Regions from separate parts of the Sus scrofa genome. Here all the other regions are linked to region 1. The links are chromatin contacts, called in public HiChIP or PLAC-seq maps. All regions are on one chromosome and are shown on one strand. The core of a region is the stretch at or near the end of the contact, and the rest is flanking DNA. Distances in the headings are between cores, read along the strand shown. Region 1 holds the start of DENND4B (DENN domain-containing protein 4B). Region 2 holds the start of S100A4 (S100 calcium binding protein A4). Region 3 holds the start of CHTOP (chromatin target of PRMT1).

What was found. HiChIP or PLAC-seq counts read pairs in DNA pulled down with a chosen protein or histone mark.
Region 2: a contact with region 1 is called in an H3K27ac HiChIP or PLAC-seq map of alveolar macrophages. The contact joins the promoter of S100A4 here to the promoter of DENND4B in region 1. A contact is called at or near these places in 1 of 5 promoter capture datasets (fetal liver) and 1 of 2 datasets of contacts at active chromatin or transcription factors (alveolar macrophages).
Region 3: a contact with region 1 is called in an H3K27ac HiChIP or PLAC-seq map of skeletal muscle. The contact joins the promoter of CHTOP here to the promoter of DENND4B in region 1. A contact is called at or near these places in 1 of 5 promoter capture datasets (fetal liver) and 2 of 2 datasets of contacts at active chromatin or transcription factors (alveolar macrophages and skeletal muscle).

What each region holds. Positions count from the first base shown.
Region 1 is chr4:95,743,361-95,747,963 of Sscrofa11.1, reverse strand. DENND4B (DENN domain-containing protein 4B) reads right to left here and starts at 2,086. Exons shown (of 28, transcript XM_013997083.2): 1 at 1,312-2,086. It overlaps CRTC2 (CREB-regulated transcription coactivator 2), which reads right to left. Exons shown (of 13, transcript XM_021089801.1): 11 at 3,831-4,100; 12 at 3,125-3,311; 13 at 2,334-2,993. The coding sequence ends at 2,773.
Region 2 is chr4:96,086,863-96,091,465 of Sscrofa11.1, reverse strand. S100A4 (S100 calcium binding protein A4) reads right to left here and starts at 2,224. Exons shown (of 2, transcript NM_001252605.1): 1 at 2,084-2,224; 2 at 433-597. The coding sequence starts at 2,224. The coding sequence ends at 433.
Region 3 is chr4:96,003,061-96,007,663 of Sscrofa11.1, reverse strand. It overlaps CHTOP (chromatin target of PRMT1), which reads left to right and starts at 2,050. Exons shown (of 6, transcript NM_001243268.1): 1 at 2,050-2,359; 2 at 3,529-3,610. The coding sequence starts at 3,546. S100A1 (protein S100-A1) reads left to right here. Exons shown (of 4, transcript XM_021089808.1): 4 at 307-638. The coding sequence ends at 450. S100A13 (protein S100-A13) reads right to left here and starts at 384. Exons shown (of 4, transcript XM_021089809.1): 1 at 284-384. The coding sequence starts at 291.

The DNA.
Region 1 (4,603 bases), core at 837-3,336:
TACTTAACCTCCCACCTTTTCCCACAGAAGAGGGATGCAAGGGAATCTCACGGAGCCAGGCTGGCTCTCCTTAACCTGGCCTCTGGCCACACACACGCACATCAACCCCAGCTAAATTTAGTCTCCACATCTGCGAGGTGAAGCCAGGAGTCAGCGTCAGACTCCTGATTTAGCTCTGGGGCACAGCCCCGTGCCTCGTCCACCGCAGGCAAATGGGAGCCCTATGCCCTGTGCCCGGGTAGCAGGCGGGAACCATGAGGTGGGACCAGCAGAGGGGCGACAGGCCCCCATGGGCAGGATCTGCGCACCCGGGCCTCCCTTCACCGAGCCAGGAAAGAGTCCTGCAGAAGGCACCCTTTCTCCCTGCGGAAGGCAAGGGGCAGGGAGCGCTGCTCCGGGTCCCAAGGCCCACAAGCCGGGCGACGGGAAGTTTGGGTTGGGGCAAAGGGCGCGCTGAGCGGGAGGAAGCTGAGGAGGGAGCGGGAGGGTTGAGAGGAGCGGGCGCGCCGGCGGCCGGGGATGTGACGGCAGCAGCGCCGGCCGCCGCGTGACCCGAGCCGAAGGGAGGGGTGCTCGGGCTCCGGACCCGCGGGAGCAGGAGGGGTGCAGGGCGCCTGGGCACAGCTAGCTAACTCCGGGATGCGCCCTCCCCTCCACTTTCACTTCCCCAGGAGAGAGGAACCGGAACCAGATGTGCAGCGCCGAAGAACAGCTGGGGGAGAGCCCCCGCCCGGCCGGCGCTCCCTCCCTTCCTTCCCCGCCCGCTGCCCCGCCCGGCCAAGCCCCTACCTGCCTGCCCCGCGACTCCCCGGCCGGCCGGCCCGCAGGCGGGTGGCTCGGAGGGCGGGCTGGCGGGCCGGCGGGCGGCGGGGCTACCCGGCCCCGGACATGGCGCACCCGACTCGGGCGCCGCTCCCGCTGGAGCGGCGAGTGAAGGAAGAAGAGGCGGCTGAGGGCGGCGGGGCGCGGGGCGCTGTGGAGGGAGATCCGGGCGCTCCCAGCGTCCCCGCCGAGCTGCGCCACGCGGGGACTGTGCTGCCGCGCCGCTCGCTCGCGCTGCCCGGTCCTCCCGGCTCCCGCTGCACTGGGGGCCGGGTGCTCCTCCGCGCGCCCCGCTTTCTCCGCTCCCCCCACCCCCCTCCCGGGCTGCGGGCGCTGCCGCTCCCCCCACCCCCCTCCCCGGTCGGCGGCCGTGACCCTGGCAGCGCCTGCCCAGCGCCCGGCCGCCTGCAGCGCGACCCCTGGCGGCTGGGAGGGCCCCTTGCACGCAGGCGACTTGCCACCAGCCAGCCATAGCCGCAGGACACTGACCCCAGGCGGCCCTTGAAGTCCAGGGCGCGCTCCCGTCCCGCCCTTGGTCCTAGTCAGATGAGGTCTGCCTGCCTGGGTGAAGGCCCTGAAAGCCTGGTTTCTGGAGACCCAGGTGGCTCCCCCTACTTCCAGGTTCAGTCCCTCCTACATTCCCTTCCAGGCTAAGCCAGAATCTCTCAGTTCTCTTTTCTGAAAACGACAAGTTTTGGAAAGGGGAAGAGAAGAAGCCAGGGTGTGGAAAAGCAGCAGAGATGGGGGCAACGAAGGAGGGGCCCTACTCTCCTGACTGCTGTGTGGGGAAGAGAGGAGAGCAGAAGCTCAGATGGGAAGGATTCCAACCCAAGCCAGAAAAAGGCAACGTCCTCAAAACAAAGTTGGCACGCAAGCCTCAGCGAATGAATGAGAAGAGTGGAGAGCACGGAGTGAATTCGTGCCTAGTGAAGGGGCAGGAATGGGATTTATGGGCTTCCCTGAGACCTAGAGGCATGGGGTCCGAGACAGGCTGGTACCACACCTAACTTCCAGGTCCTCTAGGCTTAAAGGACCATAAAGAAGAGGGAGCCGACCTGAGACCTACCTGGTGCAGGTAGTTTTTAAATACTCTCTCCTTGGGGGCCTTAGCAGTGAGACCAGCTACCCTCCTGGGAAAGCTGGGGTCATTGTACCAGAAACGTTCAGAACCCAGAGCTCAGCCAGCAGTCACCTCCTCACCTCCCAACTCACTGCCAGGCCTCACGGTTGAGGAAGAGCAGTAGCTTGTCTGGCCAGAGTCCTTGTCCTCTGATGCCGCTGCAGCAAGGTCCTGGTCACATGAGAGGGCATACATCCGTCCTACCACAGGAGCCTACACCCAGCCTGGACCTCCATATCCAATGCTGCGTACAAATTCTGAGGCTGGGGGGCACCTTCCACCAACCACATGGCATTGACAAGATGCAAAACCGCGTAACCGACAAAAGGGCCTGCACCCCAAGAACCTCCTAGATCCCCGTTGCATCCCAAACAGTAGCCAACCACACCATGGGTTTGATATGATTTTTTTATTAACATATAATATATTTAATAAAAAATAATATCCACTCTGGCTCTTTCCTCCATTGCAAGGGGAAGAGTGGCGAGGAGGGGCTGGCACTGCCCACCCCTAGGCATCCGGACAAGCCCTGCCTCCGGGGCTCCCCTCTACCCCCCTGCTTTCCAACAGGCTCTGACCTCCAGACAGACGGTTCAAAGTTACAAGTGCTTCAGGCCCTCCCTTGAGCTCCCCTAGGCCCACCCTTTGTGCAGAATTTAGGGGCCACCTGGACACACCCCTTGCTTCTTCTCATTCTTAGGATCCCTCGTTCACGTTAGAAAGAGGATCTGGGGGCAGAGAGTGGAGTCTCTACTGGCCAGGGGGAAGGGAGAAAAGGGACAGTGACGGCGGGGGACAGGGCCGAGGAGAGGGATGGCGATCAGGTGCCCTCACTGCAGCCGGTCACTGCGGAACGAGTCCTCCACAGCAGGGTCGGGCAGCAGGGCACAGGGGTCGCTCAGCATGTTGAGCCCCTCCAGGCCCAGTGGCTCCATGCGCAGCTCCTCCTCCAGCCCCAGGCCCAGCTCCAGCCCAGCCGTGGACACCTCGAAGCCAGGCACTCCAGCCAAGGCTGCCGCAATCTCCTTAGAGAAACCTGGGGAGGATTCTCCTGTGTGGGCAGAACAGACAGGTGAGGACCCCACACCCTGTCAACGCCTCCAAGGTCCCCTTGGCCTCCTGCCGCGCCACCCAATGTGTCACGCCCTCCTTCCATCCCCTGTTACCAGCCACATTTCTTACCCGTGAGGATGATGTTGGGCCCTGAGCCATGGCGGGAACAGTGGGTTAAGTTCTGGTGGTTGAGGGTGTGGGGCTCCTGGGGGCCACTCACTGGCCCCTCACCCCCTAAAAATCCAGGCCCTTCGGAAAAGCCAGAGGCATCCAGCGCCAGGCTGGTGGATGGGTTGTCCATGCTGAACGGCTCCAGCTACGGACACACAGACAGGCCTTGAGGAGGAGGCCTTCAGAAGAGGGTGCCCCTGCCTGCCTGTGCCTAGCCCGGCTGACACATCCCCCGGCCCAGAGATCTTCACACACACCCCTACCCCATCCCCCGCCACCACAGGAACAAAAGCAGAGACAGAGGGAGATGGGCACAAGCAGAGCGACAGAAGTGAGCAGAAGTGAGCACGGGGCCCCAAGTAGGTGTGGGCACCGTACCTACTGGGACAGAGCACGCATGTGCCAGGAAGACAACGGGTCAAAGCAGTAGTCATCAAAGAGCAAGCTGCACGGAGGTAGCTGGGGGAGAGGGGCGGGAGTGGGGGTCAAACGCAGGAAGAGAGGAACCCCAAGCTGGCGAGGCTAATACCTGGCAGGGAAGGAAGAAGGATCTCCTCCACCTAGATCTCCCAATTCAGAGGGCCCCGCGACACTGCTCAGGCTCTTTGGACCCACCTCCAGCTCCCCCCACCCGCTTCTGAGCTAGGGCCCCCCGGGTACTCACGTTCCCCAGGCTGAAGTCACCCATTGGCCGGTGGTAAGACTGCTGCCCATGCCCACTGGAGCCGGGTGGGTACAGCATGCCATAGTGCAGCTGCCTGCCCGGGGGCTGCCCACCCGAGGGCTGCACTGAGCAGGCTTGAGATGGCAGCCCTGGCTGCTGTAGAGGCTTTGGGGTGGGAGGCTGGGTGGGCAGAACCAAACTCGGGGGGCTGTATGGGTATGGAGGCAGCCGCTGGTCAGTGGGCAGCTTACTGGTGTCCAGGGGGACGCCCTGAAGAGAAGCAAGGAAAAAGCGGGGAGCTTAGCCCTCAATGTAGCCCTAAGAGGACCTCTTTGTCAGGGCTTCCTGCCAGCTGAGCTGCGCCCAGCCTCAACACCAACCCCATCATGTACACTGGGCATCACTGGAGTGTGCCACCCAAAAATACATCTCAGGAGTTCCCATTGTGGCACAGTGGAAACGAATCGACTAGGAACCATGAGGTTGCGGGTTCGATCCCTGGCCTTGCTCAGTGGATTAAGGATCCAGCATTGCCGTGAACTGTGGTGTAGGTAACAGACAAGGCTCGGATCCTGTGTTGCTGTGGCTGTGGTGTAGGCCGGCGGCTAGGCCTCCGATTCAACCCCTAGCCTGGGAACCTCCATATGCCGCAAGTGCGGCCCTAAAAAGACAAAAAAAAAAAGGAATCTCAGAATGCAAGTGACTCAGTGAGGTTAACATAAGAATACTTTTGAATCCACTCCAGGAGTCAACTATTCCTAAACCTTGGTACT
Region 2 (4,603 bases), core at 975-3,474, 340 kb before region 1:
ATCCCATCCCAGCTTCAGTCTGCGGTCCTGCTGGAGGCAACGTTGGGGAGATGGGATGGGTGAGTGCCCTGGCCGAGATCCTACAGCTGGGGCGGTCCAAGCCTCTGGGGTCCCTTTCCCTGCCTTCAGCCCCATCCTGAGTCAAGTCTGTCCCACATACCCATGCACGGTCACGCATCCCTCTCCCACCTTCACCAGTCTGCTCTCCACTCTTCACAAAACAGCAGCAAACCTGCCAGTACCCCTCCCACCCACACACCCCCCATATCCCTCAGGCCCCATCCCACCCTCTCAGACCATCAGTCTTATAGCTTTCAGAATCTTTATTGAACTTGATCAGGTCAGGAAGAGCCACGGTGAGGCACTGTGCCCTTTCTGTCAGGGAAGACCCCCTCCCAGCTGGCAGGGCCCCCACCCACATCCGAGGAGCCCTCACTTCTTCCGGGGCTGCTTATCAGGGAAGCCTTCAAAAAACTCGTTGCACATCATGGCGATGCAGGACAGGAAGACGCAGTACTCCTGGAAGTCCACCTCGTTGTCCCTGTTGCTGTCCAGGTTGCTCATCAGCTTCTGGAAAGCAGCTTCATCCGTCCTTTTCTGCAGGGGGAAGAGGCTGCGGGTAGAAACTGGAAGCAGGAGGGGCAGGGTGGGGGCAGGGGGAGCAGAGCTGAGACTAGCTCCAGATGGGACCTCAGGAAGGCACAGGCAGGCTGTGGGTCCGGGGGGAGCTTTGAACCTCCAGCCCTCAGGGCTAGGCGAGGGCGTGGAGGAGATCTGCCCTTCAGATGAGGAAGTCTGGGTACCTGGAAGCCCCTGGAAAAGGGGACTACAACATCGTCTGCCAAGGTCATTTTAAGAATCTGGTTAGAAGAGTTCCCGTCATGGCTCAGTGGTTAACCAATCCGACTAGGAACCATGAGGGTGCAGGTTCGATCCCTGACTTTGCTCAGTGGGTTAAGGATCCAGCTTTGCCGTGACCTGTGGTATAGGTTTCAGACACGGCTTGGATCCCGCGTTGCTGAGGCTCTGGTGTAGGCTGGTGGCTATGGCTCCAATTCGACCCCTAGCCTGGGAACCTCCATATGCCGTGGGAGCAGCCCAAGAAATGGCAAAAAGACAAAAAGACCAAAAAAAAAAAAAAAAAAAAAAAAAAAAGACTCCAGTTAGACAGTGGTCATGAAAGCAATGCATAAATTGTACAAAGGTTGATACAGATGGTAACTGTGATTACGCTGGGGTGTGTCTGTAGGTATGTGTGTATCTTCACATTCACAAGCCAAAGAGAAACTCAAAAATGGTTTATAGGGGAGAGGGTCAAATTAGGAGTATGGCATTAACAAATATATACTTTTATATATGAAACAGGAAAGGCAACAGGGATTTACTCTATAGCACAGGGAACTATATGCAATATCTTGTCATAACCTATAATGGAAAAGAATCTGAAAAAATATGCATGTATGTACAACTGAATTATTTTGCTGTATACCTGAAACTAACACAGCGTTGAAAATCAACTACACATCAGTTTTAAAAAGAAGGTGGCAGAGTTCCCTCATGGCTCAACAGGTTAAGGATCCAGCCTTGTCACTGCTGTGGCTCTGGTTACAGCTGTGGCGCAGGTTCCATCCCTGGCCTAGGAACTTCTGCATGCTGCAGGTGCGGTCAGAGAAAGAAGGGAAGAAAGAAAGAAGGGAAGAAGGAAAGAAAGAAAGAAGGAAGGAAGGAAGGAAGGAAGGAAAGAAGGAAGGGAGGGAAAGAAAGAAACTTTGATAGAGTGTTTATTTTTAAAAATGGCTCATAGCTGGATTGATGGCAAGAGTCAGACCATCATGATTCATGGATCTCAGCTTTATACACGAACTACTTAGGGAAGTGACTTAGTATCTCTGAGCTTCAGCTTCCCTCCAGGTCCATTGTGCCTCTTTCGGCTGGGGGCCAGGAAGTGAGCAGTGGGTGCTCACTAGGCAGCCAGAGCAAGCTCTCTGCCCCCACTTGCCCATGTCAGCCAGAGAGGCCCCGGTTGCTGATGCTCCTGAAGTCCTGAAGACCACCCCGCTCCGCCCCACTCAGCATCACTCACCCCCAGGAAGCTGGGCAGCTCCCGGGTCAGCAACTCCTTTAGCTCAGACTTGTTGAGCTTGAACTTGTCACCCTCCTTGCCTGAGTACTTGTGGAAGGTGGACACCATCACATCGAGGGCCTTCTCCAGGGGGTAGGCCATGGCAGCAGTCAGGATCTGGGGGCAGGATCACAGAGACATCCTTATCCCCCCCCCCAACCCTGCCCCCAGCTATGTATTCAGAATGCCCCCACCTCCATCCCTCAGGGAGCCCTTGGAGAGACTCTGCTTCCACCCAAGAGGGAGCCCTGAAAGGTGGGGCTCGGCTCCTGGCGGGGTGGCTGTGCACACTTGGGAAGTTCGTGCTTGGGGCAGTGAACACCTGCGGGCCAGGATGGCAGGTTCCGGGTTGCAGGCAGTCCGTTTAACCAGAGCCTTTCTCCACCCCTCCTCCCTCGGGCCCTTCACTCCCAGGCTCAGCCCCCAGCAGCCCCACCCTGGCCCATTCTCTCTCTCACAGCGCTGGGTTGGGCGACACTGCTGGAGATCTGCCCAGGGGCCTGTAGCGGAAAAAACCAGCGGCCCGGCACTGCATAGGGAGGGGCAGGATGAGGTGGCAGAGGCGCACGCGGATGCAGGGGAGGGATGGGGAGGCCACCCTCCCTTGAGCTGGGCTGCTGTGTGCAGGGCAGAAGCTCCCAGGACACAAGGAAACAAAAGCCTGCCATCGCCTACTGCCTTCACTGTGCTTCCCATGCCCGAGTGTGCATACACTGGCTTGTGCAACGCAGCAAACATGAGCCAATGTGCACACCCACCGGTCACAAGCATCCCAAAACCTACTACAGCCACCACACAGGCAAGCCCCAGCATCCCAGTACCGCTGCGACAGCTCCCATCAGCCACCTGCTCCTCGCTCTTACTTTTAATTTTTGCGTCTCTCTGGCATGCACATGCACGTGCACACACACGCACGCACAAACACACACACACACCACCCAAGAGCCTTCCCATCAGAATCTCATATCCCGACCCACTTAGCACATCTGGTGCCCACCAGCCTCTGCTTCTCCTGCACCGAGCCTCAGCCTGACCCCCCCTCGTGTGCCAGTCAGGCAACCACAACTCACCAGGCCGACCACAACTCACTAGGCCAAGAGAGAGGAAGCGCAGAGGAGAGAGGGTTGGGGCGAGAGGAAGAGTGGGGAAGCCCAGCAGCCTGACCTATTTATACCCTGGCGGGGCCCTGCCCATGCAGGGGCTGGGGGAGAGCAGGAGACAGCCCTCCCTCCTATCGTGGTCAGATGCGGTAAACGCTGCCGGCCCCCTCCACCAGCCCAGCCTGGAAACCCAGCTTCCTGCCCAGGGCGGGCACGGGGAGGCGGGGGGACCATGGGAGAGCCCCAGTGGGCACAGGGAGGGGCCTCTGTGGGGTGGACACTTGAGTTTTAGGGAGCTGGAGGAAGGGGCAGTCAGTGCCTGGGGCCTGGGGTGCCGGTGGTCTCTGGGGAAGCCAGAACAGAGGAAAGGGGACTAGGGGTGGTGGGAAAGTGCCCTGGCATGTGGCTGCCCAACACGGGGAGGGGACCCCACGCTCAGTGCTAGGGACAGCTCAGACTGCCCTTCCACTCCCCAAAGGGCTCTCCACCCTCCTGAGTGAAGCCCAGGACAGGAGCTGGGGGTGTCTGGAAGGAAGAACAAGCCAACACCCAAAGGAGGTGCTGGGTCCCCCAACCGCACCCCACAGGCACTTCCCTGGAGAAAGATCTGGATGAGGTAGCAATGGAATGGGGAGGGGAGTCAGGTCCGTCCGGGGGCGGGGATGGACTGAAAGGACCAAGAGGGAGGCAGAGGGTGTCACGCACGGGAGGAGTTTAGAGTGGGGATGGGTGTCAGGAATGAAGAGTGCCCATTGGGTGGGGGGTGGGGTGGTGGGAGTTAGAGGTGATACGGCTCAAAATGGAGCGGGGGCAGAGGAGGGGGCAGGCAGGGATCAGGGAACCTCTCAAGGTAGGATGTGAACTCAGGAACTGAGGGTGCATCAGGAGTAGGGGGTTAAGTCCCTCAGGTGGCTGTGGCTTCAGGAACGGGGTCTGCCTGCAGGTCTCCCCTTCCCTCGCCAATGCAGGGCACCCCTCCCAGGCCAATAGGGTGCAACACCCTAGGCAGAGCTCAGACACCCTAATCCTATTAGTGCTGCCCGCTGGGCGCCCACAGCCCCGGGCAGGGAACAGATCCACCCCCCACCCCGCCTCCAGCCCCACCCTCCCCCCCAACATCCTGTCAAGAGAACTGGGTTCCGTCCTCCCCTCTTGCCCTCCCTGACACTCCAAGGGAGCTTCTTCTTCAAAGACCTGCCAGAGAGACCCCACCACCACCCCCCTCCCAGGGACATTGTCCCCCGTGCCGACCCCTCCCCCTCCTGCTGGACATGGAGACCATGTCTTTTCTGCGGGGTCTGAAACTGCCCCCAGCCTCCTGTGCTCCAGTGGGAAAGGCCAGAGAGGAACGAAGCCTCAGCAAGACTCTGGCCCCAGGCCC
Region 3 (4,603 bases), core at 801-3,300, 260 kb before region 1:
TCAGTGGGTTAAGGATCCAGAGTTGCAGTGAGCTGTAGGTCACAGACGCGGCTCAGATGTGGCGTTTTCTGCGGCTGTGGCGTAGGCTGGCAGCTGCAGCTCCAGTTCAGTCGATAGCCTGGGAACCTCCATATGCCATGGATGCGGCCCTAAAAAAAAAAAAAAAAAGAAAAGTCTCATAATGAGACATAATTCTCCCTCTTGCTCATCTCTGCCTCCTCCTCTCCAGTCAAGCAAGTCCCATGCCCCTGACTCTGTGATATTCATCTCCCTGTCCACCTACCTCACCATTTCTTCGCTTCACAGGCCCAGAAGGATGCGGATGCTGTGGACAAGGTGATGAAGGAGCTCGACGAGAATGGAGATGGGGAGGTGGACTTCCAGGAGTACGTGGTGCTGGTGGCTGCCCTCACAGTGGCCTGTAACAACTTCTTCTGGGAGAACAGTTGAGCAGATGGTCCCATTGGGCAGCGCCCTTCCCCTCCACCCTGCCATACCTGCCTCTTCACCCTGCTTCCCCTTCATCCCGCTGTTCCCTCCCCACCTTCTCACCCTTGCCTACCCTCCAACAGGGGCGCAAGAGTAGTGGGCCAGGCCTGCAACTCATCTTTCATTAAAGGCTCCTCTCTCACCAGCCACCAGCTGCTGTCTCTGGTCCTTCAGGGTTTGGAAATGGGTGGGGAAGTGAAGGCTGTTCACTCCCAAATTGCTTTATTTGGGGAGGGATCTTATTTTGGAGAAAGATCAAGGAACCATTACATCTTCCTACTTAAGGAATGCTCAAGGCCCAGAAAGGTAGAGGCTCAAGGTTCCAGCTGGAAGTGGCAGAGACATCAGCTTTTCAGCTTTGAAGCCAGAAAAATTGCCCTTCAACTTTCGAAGAATATGTGCTGAAGACCTACCCCGTGCTAGACATTGTGTGGAAACTGGGAATACAGCAGTGAGCAAAACAAACACAACCCTCACTGTCACATAGGTGAAGTCCAGTAAAGGGTGCCAAACCATTAAACATACACGTATAAATGCTAGGAAGGAAAATGAAAGGATCTCATGCGCCTTTAAGAGAGTGGAGGTGGAACTGAGGACATGTTCATTCACTCATTCTTCCAACATCTGAGCCTTTTTTTTTTTTTGGTCTTTTTTTGCTATTTCTTGGGCCGCTCCCACGGCATATGGAGGTTCCCAGGCTAGGGGTTGAATCAGAGGTGCAGCCACCTGGCCTACGCCAGAGCCACAGCAACGCTGGATCCGAGCCGCGTCTGCAACCTACACCACAGCTCACAGCAATGCCGGATCGTTAACCCACTGAGCAAGGCTAGGGATCGAACCCGCAACCTCATGGTTCCTAGTTGGGTTCCTTAACCACTGCGCCACGACGGGAACTCCCATCTGAGCCTTTTATTGTGTGCCCAGGTATAAGGAAAATGCCATATAGGTCTGCATCAAAATCCACATGGAAGCTAGATGGAGGGAGAAGACATTGGAATAGGTTGCGGGGACGCAAAGCTTCCCCCAAATAAGAATTTAACAATCTTCAGGCCAAATTGGGAAGGGAAGTGAAGAGAAAAATATGGACGGGCAGTGGTGCGTGGTGCAGGATCCAGTGAGGTGTGCTCCCTGCACTGGTCCCCAGGTGCGTTTATGGCAACCCACAACTCTAAAAGGGGCGTATGCTGAGGGGGGAGCCAGCGCAAATTACACCGGCCCGGTGGCTCTCGGAAGAAAGACCGAGTCATGTCGCGTAAAGAATTTTAGTCGGTCTGCCTTAGCTTTAGGGGTGGAGGGACCCGCAATGAAATACGAACTTCTTTTCTTAAGAGGACCAAATCCGCCTTGAACGTCCCAAATCACCAACTTGCAGCCGCCTTAAAACCCAAGAGAGAATATATTGGCCACGCCCCTTCCCGGGTGGGGCTCGGAGTGTAATACAGCCTAAAGCCCCGCCTTTTCCCTGGAGCTCCGCCTCATCCCCCGCGCAGGCGTAACACAAATTTTCCCGCCTCCTGCGCTGTGCGCAGACCTGACGTCTGACGTAATGGCGTCGACGCCATTTTAGCCGGTCCCATTCCGCACTGGGCGTGGCGGCCATTTTGTTTTGGAGAGCGAGCGGGAGTTGGCGGCAGCGGCTGTGGTGAAAGGCAGGAAAGGGCACGCCGGGCGAGCAGGCGAACCGGCCGACCGGACAGCCACCCAGCATCAACGAACTAACCTAGCATTCTACCGTTTAACACATACAACCAACCGCCCACCAAGTTAATCCGAGCCCCTCCACCGTCAACTCAGGTTCGGCCGGCCCCCGGCCAGCCTGTCGCAGCCGTGGTGGCAACCCCGGGAGGAGCACTGGCGTCCGTTTCCTTCGGTACGTTTCTGTGGTGAGAAGGAGGGCAAAAGTCTTGGGGAGCGCCCGGGCCCGGCGGTCGTGGAGTGGGAGCTGGTGGGATGTGGAAGCAGATTGGGTGTCGGGGAGTGGAGGCCCCGGGAGGGGGCGGAGCCCCTGAGAGGGAGGCGGGGGAGGCCCCGAGCTGGAAACTCGCTGCTGGAGGTTGGGATTTGGTAGGAATAGAAAGGAACATTGCTGGGCGGGTTGAGCAACGTTGGCGGTCCCGGACGGGGCTTTGAGATGGGAGTTCAGAGGAGGACTACACGGCTTTAGGGAACGTCAGAATGCACTGGCAGCTGTAGAGTTAAATTTTGTGGCGTGCTCTCTGGGATCGAACTCCCAGGTGAACGCCCATTTAGGAAACCTTTCCTACTCCATCCCTCCCCCACGTCCCCAGTCCCTTGCTAAGGTTCCTGCAAGACTTTGGAGTTGAAAGCCAATTTGTAAACTGGTAAACCTGTATCATCTCTCTAGAGCAGTGGTTCTGAATTTTGGCTGCACATGAGAAGCAGCAAGTTAGACACCACCCCCCCTCCCCGCACCACCTTCTAATTGCTGATCCCCAGACCTCACCAGCAGAGATTGTGCTTTAAATGGTTTGGGCCGAAGCTTCTGTATTTTGTGTCTGTCTTTGTTGTTGTTTTGTCTTTTTAGGGCCGCATATATAGAAGTTCCAAGGCTAGAGGTCGAATTGGAGCTGTAGCTGCCGGCCTAGACCACAACCCACAGCAACGCTAGATCCTTAACCCACTGTGCGAGGCTAGGGGTCCAACCCACATCCTCAAGGATGCTAGTTGGGTTTGTGACCGCGGAGCCATGAAGGGAACTCCTGTTGTTGTTTTTTAAAGCTCCTTGCAGCCAAGGTAGAGAAGGACCGCTCTAGATGAAAAGCCAAACACTTTCTTTGGCTAGGTCTAGGTCTGCCATTTTTGGAGGCTTGGGCAGGTATTTTCTGTCATGTGGCCTTGAAGTTTATTAATTCCAGATAACTTAGCTTCTAAATGTAAGCACCTGAAATGAGTTTTGGTGTGATCTTCAGTAGTCATTGAGACAGGCCTATTCATTCATTTTTGGTTTGGGCCTTTGGCCCTGTTGAAATGAGGTAGTCATCATTCTGATTTGCTCACTTTGCCCATTGTCTTTTGTAGATTCTCGGGATTTGAAGATGGCTGCACAGTCAGCACCGAAAGTTGTGCTAAAAAGCACCACCAAGATGTCTCTAAATGAGCGGTGAGGCAGCCAACAGCAACTTCAGCTCGTTCATAAGAAAACATTACTTAAGTTGGCCCTGGGTCCAATGCACAAAAACCAGTTTTAAGCTAAATACCAACAGAAGGCTACAGACCTCTGTTCTTAGTAGCATCTTATGTGGTACACAAAACAAATTGGGCGGTTGTTTCAAAACCACTTATCAGTAGATTTTTATGTTAAGCTGTCTGAAATATTTCTCTGGTGGGATGTATTTTAAAAGACTCCTCACACCCTCCATTTTCTTCACATTTTTTTTACATTGATACAGGGGTGGTGCAGCTTGGTAGCATGGAACCCCGGCTGCAGTAGGCTTGCTGCCCAGTCCAAGGCCAGCAGTGTTGTGTCTGGCCTGTAAGAGGCAGGTAGCAAGCTATGAATATGTCCAAAGGCCCTTGAATGTCATTCTTGGACCTTGTAAGAGGCACTTGCTTTGCTCCATTTCACTTTCTTTCCATTCTGCTTTTAGTTTGTTTTTGTTTTGGATTCTTTTGCGCTTAAGTGTTCTTCTCTTTCATTCCGTTAAATTCGACAGGAATAATAGAAGAGTGTCTTCACAAGAGCCTCAATGATTGAACTAATCTTAACTTTTCAGAAGTAATCAACTTGGAGTCAGAAAAAGTAATCATTTGAAACTAAGAAAAGTTAAGGTATTTAAAGGCACTTTCTGTCTCTGAGGGCCTTGTTCCTTGAGTGCCTTTGACAAATGATTTTATTAAGTTGCTGTTAAACATAAGATTTACTTGTGTTTGTCTGCCTTTTCTGAAGCATATGTGCTTCTTAGGGCACGTGGTACACTAATTCTTCATATTCACATGTTACTGCGTGAACCACTTATGAAAAAAATGTGATATACTCCTGTAATTTATGTGGATGTATCATTTCCATAGGCTTTGAAGGTGCTCTAGTCCGTCCTTATATACGCCCTTAAAATGCACCCTCAGGTCCCAAAGGATTTGGCTTGCTTTGTCTGTC